5 separate regions of the Mus musculus genome follow, and all the other regions are linked to region 1. The links are chromatin contacts, called in public ChIA-PET and HiChIP or PLAC-seq maps. All regions are on one chromosome and are shown on one strand. Each heading gives the region's core, a stretch centred on a gene start, on an enhancer-like site or on the middle of the called end of the contact. The rest is flanking DNA. Distances are from core to core; before and after follow the strand shown. Region 1 overlaps Cds2 (CDP-diacylglycerol synthase (phosphatidate cytidylyltransferase) 2). Region 2 holds the start of Shld1 (shieldin complex subunit 1). Region 3 has its middle 28 kb from the start of Shld1. Region 4 overlaps AU019990 (expressed sequence AU019990). Region 5 overlaps Rassf2 (Ras association (RalGDS/AF-6) domain family member 2).

Region 1 (3,499 bases), core at 725-3,224:
GCAAATTCTGCATTCAAGTAATTTGTAAAGTGCCTAGCCCAGAGTTCTCCCTCTCTCCCCCCACCCCTTGGGAATGGTGCTCACTTTGGCCGGCTGTTGAAGGTTTTGTTTTGCTTCTGACCTGTGTGTTTTGTTTGTTCCTGAGAGGTGGGAGCAGGAGCGGCTGATGGGATAGCTACCCTGGTTTCCTCTAACTGTGTGAGATAAGGGAGTCTTTTTCCTAATGGAGGACCAGAGAAGGAGACCTGTGCTAAGTGTGGTGAACATGACCCAGCCTTCCTTCCCAGACTAGAGCTGCCACCTGCTGCAGACAGTTTTCCTGTACTTCTGAATTGTTTTTGTTTTGTTTTGTTTTCAGGGTTTTTTTTGGGGGGCGGGGAGGCAGGGTTTCTCTGTGTAGCCCTGGCTGTCCTGGAACTCACTTTGTAGACCAGGCTGGCCTCGAACTCAGAGATCCGCCTGCCTCTGCCTCCCAAGTGCTGGGATTAAAGGTATGGGCCACCACTGCCCGGCTGTTATTTTTTTTAAATGTGTATTTAGTTACTTATTGTGGGATGGAGGCATGTGTGTGGAAGCCAGAGGACAACCTTTTGCAAGTTGGCTCTCGTTCTCTGTATACTAGAGAATGAAGTCAGGCCATCAGGCCTGACAGCAGCTGTCTTCCCACTGAGCCGTCCTCTCGGCTCCACTGCTGACTTCAAAGCAAGCAAGCAAGCAAGCAAGCAAACACTTACAATGTGTGTGGGTGCTGCATGTGTGTTGGTCCCTGGTGTGGCCAGGCGAGCTCTTGAGCTGGGGTAACAGAAAGATGTGAATGCTGTACACTGAACTCAGATCTTCTGGAAGGGGAGGGAGCAGGCCCTCTTCACCGCAGAGCAAGCCCTCCAGTCCCTCATTCTGAGCTCTCTGCCCAGTATGTGCTGCTTTTATTACGGGCCAGAATTTGGGCTCAGGTCTGTCTTCAGCCCAGCATGGAAGCTGCTGTGGGGTGCTTCCCTTTGACAGCTATCCTGAGTGGAAGGAGGTGCCTGTGGGTTAAGGAGAGGCCAGAAAAACTGCAGGCTCTAGGTTCTTGGTGTGCTTGGTCCTGACCTCTGCCTGGCTGTAAGGGTGAGTAGCGGAGGTGGCCAGCTTCAGCATTCCCAGCTGTGGGTAGGAGCCTGAATGGGCATTGGCCTCTTGCCTAGCGGTACTCCTAAGAAGGGCTCCAAGGTGTTTATTTCAGAGACTTCCTGAGCTTGCTCATTGGAGGCTGGTAAAACCTGGGGAGTTCCCTTCCTTGAGGCCTGCTTCTTCTAGACTTACTCCGTGTCTTGGTCCCTTATCCCAGTCATCCTGAGGTAGTGGCAGCAGCCATAGTGCTTTGTGAGTTCTGTATCCTTTTCCTGACTTGAGCCTCAGGATACCTCTCTTTCCTCTTCTTTTAAGAGGAAGTAGAATCAGGTCAGGGAAGATGTATGTCAGGCTTGGGGTCCATAAAAGACTATTTTATTTATTTACTTACTGGAGACTATTTTTTGGTTTTCTAAATCAGGGTTTCTCTATCTAGTCTTGGCTTTTCTGGAACTCAATAAACTGAGAGATTCGCCTGTCTCTAGCTTCTGAGTGCTGAGACTAAAGGTGTGTGCCACTATGACCTCCTGACTTCTTATTTTATTTTTTAGACATTTCTACTGTATACCCTTGACTGATTTGGAAATTTGCTGTAGACCCATGCAAGCCTCAGACTCAATGCAGTCTCCTGCCTCATCCTTTTGGGAGCTGAAATCACAGGATTGTAGATACATGCCACCTTATATGGCCAGAGATTCTTAGCATCCTCTCCGTAAACCAACCCTCACCCTTCTCTCCCCACCCCCCATCACTAGCCTTTGTTTTTGTCCTTTCCTGCCTAGGAACCCAGCAGTCTCAGTGAGTCTCCTTGACAACGGGATAGATAAGTTAAAAATAACCCTGTGCTGGGCCTTCTCTGATGCTTGGCTCAGTTTCTGTGGCTTCTGGATGCTCCTAGAGTGTGTCTGTGGGTGGATTGCAGGTCGGGCAGGGCAGGTGCTTACAGTTTGAAGCCCTGAGGTTTAGGGATCAGAGCTACAATAGCCACCACGTGGCATTATTATCTAGTCTTACTACAGGTTGCCAGTAAGGTGTGAGTGTAAATGTTAACGAATGGAAAGTTGATGTTGGTGCCAGGACTTCACTTTCTCTGAGAGGAGCAGTCATGGAGGTGTTAGTGTTTAAAGCCTGACAGTGGAGTGGGACACAGCTCTGGCGCCATTTGCTTCTCTCTCCTCAGGGAATCCCTACACTGGACCGGAGGATATAGATCAGTGGTAGATAATGTTTTGGTCTTACATGAACAAGGCCCTAGGCTTAATTTCCCAGTACTGTAAAACAAGACAACACACAAAGGAACCCCTAAGGATGAGGGGGACCCTTACTGAGTCCTTTCATAAAATGAGAATATCAAAGTGTTCAGCTATCTTGGTCAGTGGTGATAGAGGCCGTGGTTCTTCCCCTTGGTTAGGTGCAGGTGCAGGAGGAGCAGGGTTTTCAGAAATGGACAGCTATTTCTGCGTGCTTAGGCTGACATAGGGGTGAGCCTGGGATACTTAAACGATGGCAGGCTCAGGGCCAGGCCCTCAGAAGTCAGTCACAGCCTCCTCTCTTTGCATTCTTTGGAGGCCATTTCTGTCTTCTTATACCTCCTCCAGGGTCCACGGTGTGGGGCTGTTGACAGATTGGGTATGGCATCCCTGTCTCTACTCATGTCAGAACACTGTCAGGATTACTGTGGCCCATCTATCTTGTCACCTCACTATGCCAGTGCACTGAGTTCTTTTAATGGGATCTCCTGTGACAACTGTTCACTTTTAGTAGTTCCCCAGCAGTTTTGACCTTTGCTCTTTATTTTTGCGTTGTGTAGGAATCAGAGTCCGAAGCAAAGCTAGATGGAGAGACAGCGTCTGACAGCGAGAGCCGAGCGGAAACAGCTCCCCTACCAACCTCCGTAGATGACACCCCAGAGGTCCTTAACAGGGCCCTTTCCAACCTGTCCTCAAGGTAACCTGGCTTAGTGTGCATGTGTCCATTGCTGGGTAAGACAGGCTTTTAGGGTTTGCGGCTCAAGGTTATTTTCTCTCCTCCATGTACACCCACTGTGAACATTTCCTTCAGTCCAGGAAGAACTAAGAAGTCTAAGACTCCTGACCCCCGCCCCCAAAACCAGTCCTCTTAACAACAGCTGTGTGCATGCCTGAGAAGCATAAATCATGAGATTGCAAAGCATTCTCTGAAAGTGTCCCTGTGTCCTTGTGTCCCTCCCGTGGGTAGGGCATCGTGAATCCTTAGCCTTACCACTAGCTTGCCGTGGAGTCTGTTTTCATTTCTCAGCATAATATGTACAGATATTACGTGCTGATTTAAAAATGCATTTGAATTAAAACCTATCCAGTTTGTTGTGTTGATGGTGGGGTGGGTTGCCGCATATTCTTGTAGACAA
Region 2 (3,499 bases), core at 565-3,064, 390 kb after region 1:
AACCAGTGTGGAGGAGGTGGAGCTGGGGAGAGATGAGGTCTTTGTCTGACATGGTAATTTGAACTTGCTTAGCCCAGGGAATGGCACTGTTAGGTGTGGCCTTGATGGAGAGGGTGTGTCACTGTTGGGGTGGGCTTTTAGACCCTCCTCCTAGCTGCCTGGAAGCTAGTCTTCTGGCAGCCTTTAGATCAAGATGTAGAACTCTCAGCTCCTTCTCTAGCACCAAGACTGCTTGCACATGACCATGACTGAACCTCTGACATTGTAAGCCAGCCCCAATTAAATGTTGTCACATATGAGAGTTGACTTGTCTCTTCACAGCAATGGAAACCCTAACTAAGACATGTGCACACACTTTCACAGTATATAGTATTGAATGGCCAAACCTCAAGCACTATTTGCTTTTATTTTATTTATTTATTTATTTATTTATTTATTTATTTGAGACAGCGTTTTACTATCTATCTATGGCTGGCCTGGAATAGATAACTATTTATTTATTTATTTATTTATTTATTTATTTATTTATTTATTTATTTATTTGAGACAGCGTTTTACTATCTATCTATGGCTGGCCTGGAATAGATAACTAGACTAGGATGGCCTTGAGTTCACAGAGAACAGCCTATTTCAGCCACTTGAGCAGTGGATTCTAAAGACATTTATCACCACAACTGGCTCAAGCACAACGCTTAAATATTTTAAAATATTTTCTGTGTGTATGCCTGGTGCCTTTGGAGGTTAGAAAAGGACAATGGGTTCTCTGGAACTGGGTTTAGAAAAGGATGTCAGCTGTCATGTAAACACTGGAAACTGAACCCAGGTCCTCTGGAAGAGCAGCCCATGTTCCTTACTGCTAAACCATCTCTCTAGCCCCTAAAGCAGTAATTTGAAAACATTCCTCTAACTTGCAGGACTCCTAATGTGTGGGGTCTCACCCAAAGGTAGGGATCTGGAGGGGCTGTAAATATACTGGACCCCTCAAGACTATGGTGGGGGAGAAAACCGTCCAATTAAACAGAATTGTTTTAGACTAGCTTTTTACAGTAGTAGGCCCAGTGGACAGAACCAAACTGGAATGGAATCTTTTGTGCTAAGTGCCACTTAAATGAACTTGAAACAAGCTTGCTTTCTCCATAGTTCTGCTCAACACAATCTCCTTTGTTTAAACCTATAAGGATAGTACCCTAGAACTTGGGCTTTTCATTCTCTTTCCATTTCTCCCATAAGAAAATATGGGACGTCTCCCCATAAGCAGATCCATGCTGCTCTAGAACTCTCCACTAGCTCTAGGCTGAGTTTGTTCTGGTTGTGTGCTTTCTTGAGAGGGGTGGAATTTGGGACCAAATTCCAGACACCGATTCACATGCTACGCCATATCCCCAGCCCCTCGAATTTTGTCTTTCAACAGTCAACCCTTTTGTTCTTTTGTGTGGTCCTGAAATTTTAGCCCGAATAGAATCCATGTAACAATATTAAATTATTCTTAATGCTGTCTGAGAGAATTTTGCTAGCCTAAAGCTCCTGATCGTCTTGCCTCACAACGTCCTCCCAAGGCCTCGGGTTCAGACTGTACTTCCAAGGCCAGTTTTCGTCTTATGTCCTTTTTAAGAGACTTTGCATGTTAACAGTTTCCCAGTTTCTTTGGAGTCGGACAAGGACACTTAGAGCAACTAAATATCCCAGATGACCGTCCTGCTGCAGGAGTTCAGGCAAATGCCCTCAGTTAAGATGGCCGCAGCTGACTTGCCTTGACCTTTTCTCGCCTCAGCAAAGACGGGTTCAACAACTTCCTTTTAAACTCTGCTTTTCCCATAACAAAGATGGAGCCAGCGCTTCCGGTTCCGGGCTCTTGCGGTCAGCCGGTGAGTGACACGGGGCTCTGAGAACCTCTGCCGGTTTTTCTGCCGTTCTGGAGGGCGGTGGGAAGGGAGCGGGGAAGCGAGGAGGGAGGGGGAGGAGCGGATGGTTTATTCCGCCGGTTTCCCTGGCACCTGCCCCGCCCCGCCCCTCCGCTCCAAGCTCCGCCCACTGCGCTCTTTTTACCTCGCTCTGGAATTAGTAGAGATCAGGATTAGTTCCAGTCAATTATTTATTTTGGTTTTGTTAAGGCTTTTATGGTTTTGGTTTGCATATATATATAGTCTCTCTACATAGCTATGGTTGTCCTGGAATTCACTATGTCGATCAGGCTGGCCTCGAACTTACAAATAGATCCTCCTTCCTATGCTGGCATTAAAGGCGTGGGCTACCAGGGGTCTATTATAATTTTAAACAGCAGTATTAGTAACTTGATGTTTCCATAAAAATCAAAAGTGTAAACTACAGTCTGTTTTGTACGTTAGCCTAATTGTGCACTTGTGATAACCCTGGACTGTTCTCATCACGCCAAGGAAAACTATTTATTGAGGAACACAGTCCAGAACCAGAGAGCTTCGCTCCGCCCACCACTTGCCCCTACCCCAGTCCTGGGCTATGACCAGAGTGCTGTCTGTCTCTAGGGTTGTTTAATTTGCATTGTATATAAACGGAATCAAAAAAGTATGTGGCTAGATTCTTGGGGCAGGGATTTGCAAAGCTTGTTTTGGGGACTTGAGAGAATTGCATTCCATGGATGACTTAACAATGCCTATCTTTATGGAATCGTATTGCATATTCTTATTTTTATGTTGAAAAGGACCTTCCTGTCTGTTTTCTGAATTTCTCCATCAATTGCCCATCAGTGTGATTCTACTTTGGGACTTACCTTTCTCTTTCACTTCTATGTCTTTGTGTCAATATTCTTGTCTTCATTCCAGGATCTCCATCACATCTGACTTGCACTATTTGTTTTGTTTTGTAGGGATAGTTTGGGCATTAGTAACATCATATTTTATTTTTTATTTTGTTATGTTTTATTTTAGTTTATTTTTAGGACAGGGTCTCACTATGTAGCTCTGGCTGGCCAGGAACTCACTATGTAGTTCAGTGGGCTCTAAACATACAGAGCTGGGCTTATGTCTGCTAGAACTAAAGGCATGGGCCACCACCCCTGCGAATAGCACCATCTTAAGATACTGGCTTCTGGTGCACGAACAAGGAAGGTCTTCCATTTCTTTAGTGCATATTTAACATCTTGTGCATATTTAATACAGCCGTGTTTCATTTCTGTGCCCTTACAAATGGAAAAGGTTCTTAATTTTTCTTTTGAGGTTGTATCACTTGTCTAAAAATACAAGTGATTTGTGTATGTGTTTGGTCTTGTATCTTGCAAACTTGTGTAAGTTGTTTATTTAAAAATTTTTTTTTGTGGCTTCCTTGAGGTTTTCTATACAAGATCATATCTGATTTTTGTTTGATTTTTGCCCTGGGGATTGAACCCAGAGTCTGGTACATGTTAGGCAAGTACTTTACCACCAAGCTGCATCCCCTGCCCCTGTGTCCTGCAAAGGGGGATAATTTTATAGCTCTCTTTCCAACCTTTCACTGCCTTTTCTTGTCTAACTGTGCTGTCTAAAAC
Region 3 (3,499 bases), core at 581-3,080, 370 kb after region 1:
TTTACATCTTGATTTTTCAGACATAATAAACCTTACAGCTACAGGAGTACTTCTACCTTGCTAAAACAAAACAAAACAAAACACCTTTTTCTGTTGTTATTATTGTTGTCAGTTTTTGTTTGCTTGTTTGTGGCAAGAGTCTCTTGTAAACCAGTACTTACTTACAGAACAGACACCCAAAGGTTGAGCTCTGCCCTCCACACGTGTGCTGTGGCAGGTGAGTGTTCACACGCAACCCATACTTTTTACAGACGCGCACAAGAACAAGCTGAGTGTAGTAACTCACACCTGGGTTCCATATGTAGATAGATTGACACTAGTTATGCTTGGGGTTTCAGATGAGTCAGGGTAGTAAATATGTAGCAAGCAAGAGAATACATAGTAGATAGGTGGTAGCAGCAGACACATGGTAACAACACCTGATGGTGTTGGGAACTTACAACATCCAGTAGGAACAACTGCAGTAAGCTGGCTAGGAGAACAAGCAACAGTAAGACCATCAACATCTGGCAGAAATGGCTCCTGGCAAAGCAAGCCGTTTCTCTGTGGATGAACTTTTACCACCCTGTTCCTACTGTTGGTGTTCTTAAGCAGGAGGTAAACAACTGCAACTCCCACAGAAAACAGTTTACCTTCCAGCCATTTGCAATGTTGCAATAGATTAAATATCCATAGCCTCTGGCTGTTGTCCTCTCTTCCTGCCCCAGAAATGAGAGGTCAGCCTGCCCCGGGGACAAAGAGATTTGGAGGACATTCATGAGCTTGTTCCAATCTGAGAGGTGGTTCATCTCTTGTTCCCAGAGTCTGCTTTTGTCAAGAGCAAGAAAATTGATCAACATAATGTGCATTACACTGAACCCAAAAGATAGCTGAGAGTTCAAGGCCAACCTAGGCCACAGAGTGAAACCTCATCTCATAAAAACCAAACCAACCACACAAACAATAGCAAATGCTGACAAAGATGTGCTGGGTGTGTGTGTGTGTGTGTGTGTGTGTGTGTGTGTGTGTGTGTGTGTGTACGTGTGTACCTTACAGTTCTGAGAGGTATGTAAACTGCTGCAGCCACCATGTAAACTAGTATGGAAGTTCCTCAAAATACTAAAATATTCCTGGGGCTGGAGACTGGCTAAGCAGTTAAGACTTGGATTCAATTCCCAGCACCCACATGGCGGCTCACAGCTCTCTATAACTACAGTTCCAAAAGATGTGACATCTTCTGACCCCTCAGGTACCAGTGGCACAGAGACATACACACATGCAGGCAAGAGAGACATCCCACACACGTTAAAAACAACAACAACAACAACAACAACAACAACAACAACAACAAAAGCTAATATTCCCTATATCACACCTGGGAGCACAGTAGAGTTTTATTTGGCCACAAAGAAAGATGAGTTATGTCATTTCCAGGAAAATGGGTAGGCCTGAACATGATAGTCAGTGAGCTAGAACCAGAAATACAAATATCACATCTTATCTCATCATGGAATCTATTTTGTATAGGTGTGTGTGAGTGTATGTGTGAGTGTGTGTATGTATGGTTGTGTATGTATGTGGTATTAGCTGCTTCTCCATTGCTGTGATAAAACACATTGACTAAAAACAACTTATAGAAGATTGATTTTGGCTTTCTGTTACAGGAGGAAAGTCCAGAATGGCCAGAAAGGTAAGGCATGGTAGGAGAATCGGGAAGCTGACTGATCACATTTTCATCTAAACACAAGAAGCAGACAGAAAGAACCAGGAAGTGGGACAAAGCTATAAACCCTCAAAGCCTACCCCCCTCAAAGCCTACCCCCAGCAGCTTACTTCCTCTGAACACACAGTTTATCAGGCTGTCAACCTGACTGGGTTAGAATAGACTAAGAGAGAAGCTGCTTGTAGGGTCTATCCTGTCCCCGTGGCTCTGCAGGGACATGATAGATATTGTGGCATGATGTTCCATGCCACAACAGCTGCTGGGAGATCTAGCCTGTAGACTGGGCAACCGATGAACACTTGGTTTCTCTGGTGTAAGACAACCATCGCTGGAGTACTCTGGTTGTATTGTGTAAGCCAGTGTAATAAATCTCTTTTTGATATATAGTCATTCTGCTCCACTAGAGAACTCTTGACCAGCGCCCCAGGCTGGCCTCAAGCTGCTTACATAGCTGAGGACGACCTTGAACTTCAGGCTTTCCCCGATTTCAACTCCTAAGTGTTCGGATCACAAGCATGGGCCAGTTTTACATGGTACTAGACACCAAGCCAGGGCTCTGTGCACCGTAGCAAAGTGCACTACAAACCAAGCTATCTCCTCAACCCTAAATCTGCATTCTTTAGGGCATATGACCTGTGGTGTTTTGTTATGACAGATCCAACAGAATAATGAGGACTTACATTTAGTCCTTTCTCACACGTGCTATCAGGGTTTTGAATTTTGCTTGCTGTTTCTTGTCTTGATATATACACTAAGATAGTATCTTACTATGTATCCCTGGGTGGTGTGGAACTCTGTGCGTGGATCAGGCTGGCTTCAACCTCCTATAGAGCCACCTGCCTCGGCTTCCTAAATTCTGGGATTAAAGATGCAAGGCACCATGCTAGGCTTTTGAAGTGATATTTTCAAGGTGTGTGTGTGTGTGTGTGTGTGTGTGTGTGTGCCTTTAAACATAGAAAACAAATTATATTATTTTTTGATTGATAATCTATAACTCAAATATTTGTAGGTCTGCTTCTGTTGGAGGGGGGTTCTTGTTAATACAGGCTTGTTCCTCTATGTGATATTATCTTTGTACACTTATACAGAATTCATATGTGGGAATCATTTGAGACCCGGATGAGGGCATCTTTCCCCACAGAAGATTTCTGTTCCCCTCCACTGTCATCTGAAGGTGACACAAACCACTTTAGTTCTAGTCCAGATCAAATCTTTAGCTTCCTTAGACTGTGTGGCTACACATGCCTGTAATTCCAGCATTTGTGGGGCCAAAACAGGATTATAGGAAATAACTAGGGGAACATAATGAGTCCTTATATAAATGTTAAATTAAAAGAAAAAAAGCATTTCCTTAGATTCTTCCAGTGATGTGGGCCAGCTTAAATCCTTCAGGAACTTGGCTTCATTCTCTGTTCACTCTGAAAAGGTAGCTCGGTCCCAGCCAAACGGAAGATCAGAGTCACCTCCCAGGGCAGGCTTTGCTAAGTGACATTTTCTTTCTTTCTTTCTTTCTTTCTTTCTTTCTTTCTTTCTTTCTTTCTTTCTTTCTTTCTTTCTTTCTTTCTCTCTCTCTCTCTTTCTCTCTCTCTCCCTTCTTCCTTCCTTCCTTTCTTTCTTTCTTTCTTTCTTTCTTTCTTTCTTTCTTTCTTTTTTTCTTTCTTCCTCTTTTTTTTTTTTAATAGCTGTTACTGTGCCCTTTACTCTTTGGGACTACAAAAACCACAGCTCAGTTCTACAGCTGTTACTTCCCAACTAAGGACAGCCCCAAGGGGGAAACAGCCCTAAGCACTCATTCAC
Region 4 (3,499 bases), core at 566-3,065, 320 kb after region 1:
ATGATACACTCCATTGGGCAGCTAAGGAGACAACGTGTCTCCTTAGAGTCTCACCAGGAAACTGTCTACGTTGAACTAATGAGAATATGAAGAACATGGAAAGATTACGGAGAACTCAATTCCATGATGAGTGTTTTTTGTAAACAGAACAGACAGCAAGAAGAACAGGCTGTGAACAAGAAGGTTGTGAGGCCCGGTGTGGTGGTGCTTGTCTTTAATCCCAGCATTCCAGAGGCAGAGAGGACTCTGTTAGTTTGAGAGCACCTTCGTTTATACAGCAAGTTCCTGGTCAGCTGAAGTGAGACCCTGTGGATGACAGGAAGAGGAGGAAGAGGAGGAAGTGGTATTGGCACAGTGTTGGCTGCAGCTCTCAAGATCTCCTTTCCTAATATGAAGCAGAATTTAGAAGGCACACTTGAGCCATTGGTGGTCATTGCCTCCTTCCAGTCAGGATGCCAATACTAGTGATAAAATAAAGCCCTACAAATATCAAACTCATTTTTTTTTCTCATGAGAACAGAAGTATTAGGGTTAAGGACGGAACATACTTGGTGAAATGCTTGCTGAGGTCACACATGAGACCCTAGGTTGAATCCTCAGCACTGAGTAAACTAAGCTAAGTGGTGCCCACCTATAATCCCAGCACTCAGGAGGATCCAAAGTTCAATCCTCACTTACATAGTGAGTTCAAGGCCAACCTGGGTTATATGAGGCTGTCTCAAAGAAACAAACCAAATAATTTTAAATAAAAAATAAACATAATCAGCAGAAGAAAATACCCTAATGCTGGCAAGATGGTAAAGGCATATGCCACCAAGCCAGGCTCCTGGGATTTGATCCCTGGGACCTATATGGTAGAGAGAAGGTGAGAAATGACTTCACAGGTTGTCTTTAGACTTATACACACACACACACATACACACACACACACACAGAGAGAGAGAGAGAGAGAGAGACAGAGACAGAGAGAGAGAGAGAGACAGAGACAGAGAGACAGAGACAGAGAGAGAGACACATATACACAGAGAAAGTAAATGGATAAAAATTTTAAAACAAGTAATCCTCCTCCCAGCTTTGAAACACTGGAAGTCAAGGAATCACTCCAACTCAGTCCATGGAAGTTGAATCCAGTAAACTACTTAATCACATCTGGTTTCCATAGCAACAACCACATACACGGCTTTGTTGAACAAGACTGAATAAGGGCTGCCAGTGTGAAACACAAATTGTGCTCTGTTCTTGGTTCATCAGCATCTCCTCCTTGAACACTGGGTGCAAAGGGTGCAGCACTCCGCGTTTTTCTCCGTGGTGATCACCTGGCTTCACAGGGATCACCTCAGCTCCTTGTTTCTGGTGCAGAGCTCAGGACTGTGGGAGGAGACACATTGCAAGCACTCTAAACGGAAAGAAAACCATTTCAGATAGTTGCTCATCCACCCAGGGATTTTTTTTCTCCCAGGCAGTCGTGCCTTTTTCTGTTGTATTCGGATCTGAGACAGATTTCCTAAGTGCCAGGCTATTTTTAGAGGGGCTTGGGAGAGGGAAGAGCTTAAAATCCACCTAAACTTAGACTCAGTGTCTCTCAGGGATACAGTTTGCACGTGCACAAACATGCCACACTACAGATCCCAGGCTTCTCTCCCTCTAGACTGAGAACTCAAAGATGAGAAGAATCACTCTCCAGCACAGGCTGAGGGAGAGGGGGTGAGATGGGAGCTGTTGGCTGGATAAATGTTCTGGGAAGTTACAGGGCACAGGCCTACAGGTGAAGGGGAATCCCCGGCCTGAAAGAAAAAACTCAGCAAGATTACATCAGCAGGTGGCGAGGTGAAAGGCTGAGCAGTGGATAGGCAGCCACAGAGTCTGGGCTTTCCCTCAAGAGCAACAGGAAGTTGGTGATCAAGGAAGTCACACAACTGGAGTTGCTGTGTAGAAAGATGACATTCAACCCTCAAGACCCTGAGACAGTCCTCAATGAGAGCTCTGCTTTTAGGCCTTCTCTTCCTCTGTGACATAGCCCATCTTCCCAGCTGCCATTCCCTCAGGAGTGGCAGCTTCTATAGTAGTTGACTAGGGAGCCCCACGATGAGGGCAAAGAGAAACTGCTCACTCTTTGCTGTGGATTGGAGAGCCCTCAATCTCCAAGGCTGAATGAAGTCCTGTTACCAGTGGTATAGTTGGGGACATGGGCAGTAAACTTAGGAGGTCCCAAAAGATAATTCTTCATCTGGCAGCATTGCTGGCCATGTATGTATGTATGTATGTATGTATGTATGTATGTATGTATGTATTGGGTTTTTTTTTGAGACAGGGTTTCTCTGTGTAGCCCTGGCTGTCCTGGAACTCACTCTGTAGACCAGGCTGGCCTTGAGCTCAGAAATCTGCCTGCCTCTGCCTCCCAAGTGCTGGGATTAAAGGCATGCGCCACCACTGCCTGGCTCAGCATTGCTGGCCTTAAGGAGTAAACTAGGGCTCTCTCTAGTATGAAGACCTTGAAGAAAAAACACACAACAGGAAGGTGGCCATCTATAAGCCAGGTCATGTAGCACCCTGATATTAGACTTCTAGCTTTTAGAATCCTTTGTTCATTACCTCGTGATATTTTATTATGATTATCCAAGCAAGCTGTATTACATTTTTTTAAAAGATTTATTTATTTATTATATGTAAGTACACTGTAGCTGTCTTCAGACACTCCAGAAGAGGGCATCAGATCTTGTTACTGATGGTTGTGAGCCACCATGTGGTTGCTGGGATTTGAACTCGGACCTTTGGAAGGGCAGTCGGTGCTCTTAACCACTGAGCCATCTCTCCAGCCCTGTATTACATTTTTAGTTACATTTATCATTTAATTGTTATTTATTTATTTATTTATTTACTCTGTGTGTGTGTGTGTACGTGTGCCACACTGCATAGCACACCTCAGACAACAGCATGGAGGAATCGAATCTCAACCATCACATAGATCCCAGAATTTGAACTCAGGTCTGAGGTCACAGAATAGCTCAGAAGAGTTTGTGCTCTGTCTTTATCACACAGATCCCACAGACTGAACGCAGGTTGTCAGGCTTGACAGCTTGTGTCTGTGCCCCATGAGCCATCTCGCCTGACCTGTATTAGTTTCCTATGGGCCTCTGTGACTAAAATATCTGCCCAAACAACCAAGGCATAAAAGACTCATCTGGGCTCATAGGGTTTGAGGGACCTCAGACCATCATGGTGGATGGAAGCACAATGAGATGGACCTTGGGACAGCAGCTCCCACATCACCTGTCCAGCCAGTCAGCTGAGTACACAGGCAGAGATCAGAAATGGAAATGACACTTGAATACCCACCATTAGTGACATGCTTCCGTCAGCCAGGTCCACCTGCTATAACTTCACAGCCTCCAAAATGGTGTCACAAGTGCTGGGGTCAAGCATTCAGAGTGGAACATTCAAATTATAAGTCATTGTCCTTCCAGACAATGAAGAATAAATATTTTTATAGAATTTCTTT
Region 5 (3,499 bases), core at 677-3,176, 300 kb before region 1:
TTCCTACCAGTGTGCTTTCAGTTTTAAAACTTATAGAGTTGACTTACCCATTTATAAAGTATGTATTAGTAATGTGTAGCTGATGGAGAGTGAGTGTTTATACATGTAACTTACATGTGGTATTGAATCATAAGTGATGACAGTTTGGGGCCGGGTTACATGTTTTGGTTTTGGATCACTTTACAGGGAGATAGCAGTGGCGATTTTACTCAAGTTCATTTTTTGAGTAGCGTTGCTTATCCTCATGGATCACCGCAGTGACTCCTCAGGAGCATCACAGACTTGCAGATAGAGTCTTGTACTCCACCTAGTGAGAACTGTAGCAGGAAAATCAGACAGCACTAAATCAAACCCATTCCCACAAAGTACAGCATGAGCTGCCAGTTCCCTTTCAGCTTGCTAATATTTGTTGGATAATCTACACATTCTGACTTTCTGAGACCTACTGCCTGCCTGGACCCCAAAGAAACCATTTGTCTCTTGTCTATGTCACACACCCCTGTGACATACAGTATAAAAGTCTGCTGCATTTTGGGGAAACATCATTAAAAATCTTGTCTTGGTTGTTTTTTTGTTCTAGGAAATAAATTATGGTAATTATTTATCCTTTGTGGCCAGGTTTCCAGGAAGATAACTGTTGATTGCATGTTCAAGCTTTATAAACCAACCATTCTTCTCCTTTGCGTTAGTCAGGGATCTCCAAATTGTGTGCGTGCGTGTGTGTGTGTGTGTGTGTATGTGTGTGTGTGCGCGCGTGCGTGCGTGCGTGCGTGTGTGTGTGTGTGTGTGTGTGTGTGTGTGTGAGAGAGAGAGAGAGAGAGAGAGAGAGAGAGAGAATTCACAAGATATTAGGTGAGTAAGACACAAGTCAAACAATGTTGAAATGAGTGCTGGAGCAGACAGAGAAACTGGGAAGCAGGGTGGTGACAGGCCACATCTACAGCCACTACATTTGTGCAGCCTCTGTAGAGCATGTGGCAAATTCAAGATTGCCTTTGGGAAATTTGTGGGATCAAATTTCCCACAGTTGGTTGAATCCAGTGATGTGGAATCTGTAGATAGAGAGGTCTGACTAATATTTACACACGCACACATGCACACACACACACTGATGAGGCCCACCCTCACTGTGAAGGGCAATCTACTCAAAGTCTACTGATTTAAGTATTAATTTCATCTAAAACAAACAAACACCTCAAAACAACATCTAGCATTTTTCCAAACGTCTTGGACCACAGCCTAACCAAGTTGACAGTTGCCGCCAGCCACGCTGCACTCACACCTTCAGCAGAGTGGAATTCAGATGTTAGATTGAAAGCCAAGCTCTGGGAGACCACTAAGTGAGTGCCACCAATGAAGTAGGGCCAGGTTCCCACATCCTAGTTTACAGTTGAGAAAATTAAGCATAGAAATAAATTCATGGACTTAACAGAATGGATTCATCCAGCATCTGAATGAACCAGAGTGGACCTCAGGTGACATCTAGTGCCACTCTGCCAGGTCCCAGCTCCTTCTACCATCAGAAACAGTTAGTGGTTTGAATGTGTCCCCCAAATTCACATGTTAGAACCTTGGTCCCCAGTGGCAGAAGGGCCTGGAGGGAACTGGGCCATTAGAAGTCTGCCGTGGTGAGTATAATAACCCGCTCGTGGGATCATGGGATACTGTAGGAGCAGCTTAATTGTCAACACAAGCTCTCAAGCTCAGGGGCAGTGTGTGCACTTGGCATGCACAGGGCCAAGTTCATCCCTGCCGCCAAGGAGACAGAACAAATATGTAAAACCAAGCTCTCTCCACTGTGCTTTTTACTATGGGGCTCCCCAAAGGCCCCACCAGTCACTAACTCCATGCTGGTAGACTTTACAGTCTCCAGTGCTTGAGCTAGATATAAGCCTTCAACTCTTTGTACATTTCCTGTTCTCTGCTACTTTGTTATGTAACACTAAATAGACTAAAAAAAACATTACAGCTAACTCTGGGCACATTCAAACCCTAAACCCTGGGGGAAGGAAACAGGCTTGAGGTTTCTCAGCCTTCACCTTCCAACTGATGGCAGAAGCAGAGCTCCCCTCCAAAGGCTCAAAGCAGATCCACAGGGGCTCGCTTCCAAAAGTGCTTTATTTAAATAAGGTCTAAGATGGATACATTACAAAAAAAATAATAATTAAAAAATAAAAGGCTACAAAACCATGGCTCCCCATCAAGGTCCCATCCAATCATGTTAAGATTCCTAAGCACATCCGATTTTCAGTTCATAACCAACAGTTAAGCCAAGTCATGTACCATTCCTAACAGGCAAGTTATGATGAAGAAAAAAAAAAAAAAAAAGACTCCACTCAACTAAGAAAAAACCCGAAGAAACACTAGTAGTAACCCCAGAACCCAGCAACCCCAGAATCCAGCAACCTGGAGACTGAGGCTTCTCCAAAGTTCACAGTTCAAGCACCTCTGTGCTCAGTTTAATGGGAGCAGGAGGAAGGGAGGAAGGTGTACCCCAAGGAATGGCAACCACTGTCAATTATGTCTGAAGGAAGGGATGTCACATCAGGTTCATAGATGCTCTCTCATCCGGCGGAAGCCAGGCTTTCCAGAAAACAACCTAGGTGATATGCTTTAAGATAGGCAGTGCTGTGGGGGTGAGCTAGGGCAGCCTCCTACCTCCTCCCTCACCAGGGCAAAGCTGACTCCTGTGGGACATTAAAACTCCTTTGGTCACTGGACATATTTCTTTCTTGGAAATGTATCCCTAACCCCAAACTTTCCACGTTACAAAGCTGCGTTTGTCCATGGTGTTAGCTGTGTGCCCTTCACCAGTAGCACAGGCATGACGGGTGTTTGTGCTTTGGGCCCCTTTCCAACTAACACCCCCACCCACTGTGAGGCATCAGCTCCCCGCTAACATGGTCACCGAGAAAGTCAACCTGTGCTTGGCCTCACCACCTCGCTCAGGCGGAGGCTGGTGTTCTCGGCACTTGATCACCTTGTAAAATAAGCCTTTGTGGGGGTGGGGGTGGGGGAGGGGAAGAGTCCAGAGGCAGCCGAACCACTTTTCACATGCTGGATTAGCACCCCCACCGCCGCCTTATGCGTTAGTCTTTTATTTCTCAGGATTTCAGGTCCATTGCACCCAATTACATAAGCCCACACTAATCAGTCTTGGAGTTCAAAGCTGTGAAGTGAGACCAGTGAGAAAATCCAGTCGTCACTGTAGAGGTCTGTTCTGCTGCGGCTATGTCAAAGGCTTCCAAAGTGCAGGGGGTAGTGTGGTGCTTGGTGCAGGCGTCGGGAACCAGCCTCTGACACTCTAAGCAATCCCTCTATCACTGAGCTACACCACTGCTGCGTGCGTGCGTGCATGCGTGCATGTGTGTGTGTGTGTGTGTGTGTGTGTGTGTGTGTGTGTGTGTGTGTGTGTGTGTGTTTCTAGAGATTGAAGTCGGCTTTTCACACACACTAAGAAAATGTTCCACCACTGAGTCTCATTCCCAGCCAATTTCCT

What was found. ChIA-PET counts read pairs in DNA pulled down with a chosen protein or histone mark. HiChIP or PLAC-seq counts read pairs in DNA pulled down with a chosen protein or histone mark.
Region 2: an H3K27ac HiChIP or PLAC-seq map of T-cell acute lymphoblastic leukemia shows a contact between it and region 1, with 3 times the contacts expected there. The contact joins the promoter of Shld1 here to the enhancer-like site in region 1. A contact is called at or near these places in 13 of 39 promoter capture datasets (the C10 cell line, the HPC-7 cell line, cranial neural crest and 8 more), 5 of 484 Hi-C or Micro-C datasets (B cells, bone marrow-derived macrophages, embryonic somatosensory cortex and 2 more), 11 of 115 datasets of contacts at active chromatin or transcription factors (T-cell acute lymphoblastic leukemia, embryonic forebrain, embryonic stem cells and 6 more) and 4 of 9 other capture datasets (adipose tissue, embryonic stem cells, liver and 1 more).
Region 3: an RNA polymerase II ChIA-PET map of memory CD8 T cells shows a contact between it and region 1, with 5 read pairs. The contact joins two enhancer-like sites. A contact is called at or near these places in 2 of 115 datasets of contacts at active chromatin or transcription factors (acute myeloid leukemia and memory CD8 T cells) and 1 of 9 other capture datasets (pancreatic islet).
Region 4: a contact with region 1 is called in an RNA polymerase II ChIA-PET map of memory CD8 T cells, with 5 read pairs. The contact joins two enhancer-like sites. A contact is called at or near these places in 2 of 484 Hi-C or Micro-C datasets (liver and macrophages) and 2 of 115 datasets of contacts at active chromatin or transcription factors (memory CD8 T cells and regulatory T cell precursor).
Region 5: an RNA polymerase II ChIA-PET map of memory CD8 T cells shows a contact between it and region 1, with 13 read pairs. The contact joins two enhancer-like sites. A contact is called at or near these places in 1 of 115 datasets of contacts at active chromatin or transcription factors (memory CD8 T cells) and 1 of 9 other capture datasets (macrophages).

Annotation. Positions count from the first base shown.
Region 1 is chr2:132,290,322-132,293,820 of GRCm38.p6, forward strand. It overlaps Cds2 (CDP-diacylglycerol synthase (phosphatidate cytidylyltransferase) 2), which reads left to right. Exons shown (of 13, transcript NM_138651.7): 2 at 2,924-3,060. Among named protein-coding and RNA genes, the nearest start is that of Gm46766, 29 kb to the left of the region's middle. Within about 2 kb of position 1,975, at least 111 of the 459 cell types and tissues checked have an H3K27ac peak or open chromatin away from gene starts, as enhancers often do. A contact at or near this core is called in T-cell acute lymphoblastic leukemia, heart atrium, hippocampal neurons and 3 more, where this site is marked.
Region 2 is chr2:132,685,117-132,688,615 of GRCm38.p6, forward strand. It overlaps Shld1 (shieldin complex subunit 1), which reads left to right and starts at 1,815. Exons shown (of 3, transcript NM_001358260.1): 1 at 1,815-1,865.
Region 3 is chr2:132,656,756-132,660,254 of GRCm38.p6, forward strand. No RefSeq gene overlaps it. Among named protein-coding and RNA genes, the nearest start is that of Shld1, 28 kb to the right of the region's middle. Within about 2 kb of position 1,831, at least 32 of the 459 cell types and tissues checked have an H3K27ac peak or open chromatin away from gene starts, as enhancers often do. A contact at or near this core is called in memory CD8 T cells, where this site is marked.
Region 4 is chr2:132,606,031-132,609,529 of GRCm38.p6, forward strand. All of the region lies in intron 2 of AU019990 (expressed sequence AU019990), which reads left to right. Among named protein-coding and RNA genes, the nearest start is that of AU019990, 9.6 kb to the left of the region's middle. Within about 2 kb of position 1,816, at least 179 of the 459 cell types and tissues checked have an H3K27ac peak or open chromatin away from gene starts, as enhancers often do. A contact at or near this core is called in memory CD8 T cells, where this site is marked.
Region 5 is chr2:131,990,750-131,994,248 of GRCm38.p6, forward strand. Rassf2 (Ras association (RalGDS/AF-6) domain family member 2) reads right to left here. Exons shown (of 11, transcript NM_175445.4): 11 at 2,101-3,499. Among named protein-coding and RNA genes, the nearest start is that of Rassf2, 37 kb to the right of the region's middle. Within about 2 kb of position 1,927, at least 63 of the 459 cell types and tissues checked have an H3K27ac peak or open chromatin away from gene starts, as enhancers often do. A contact at or near this core is called in memory CD8 T cells, where this site is marked.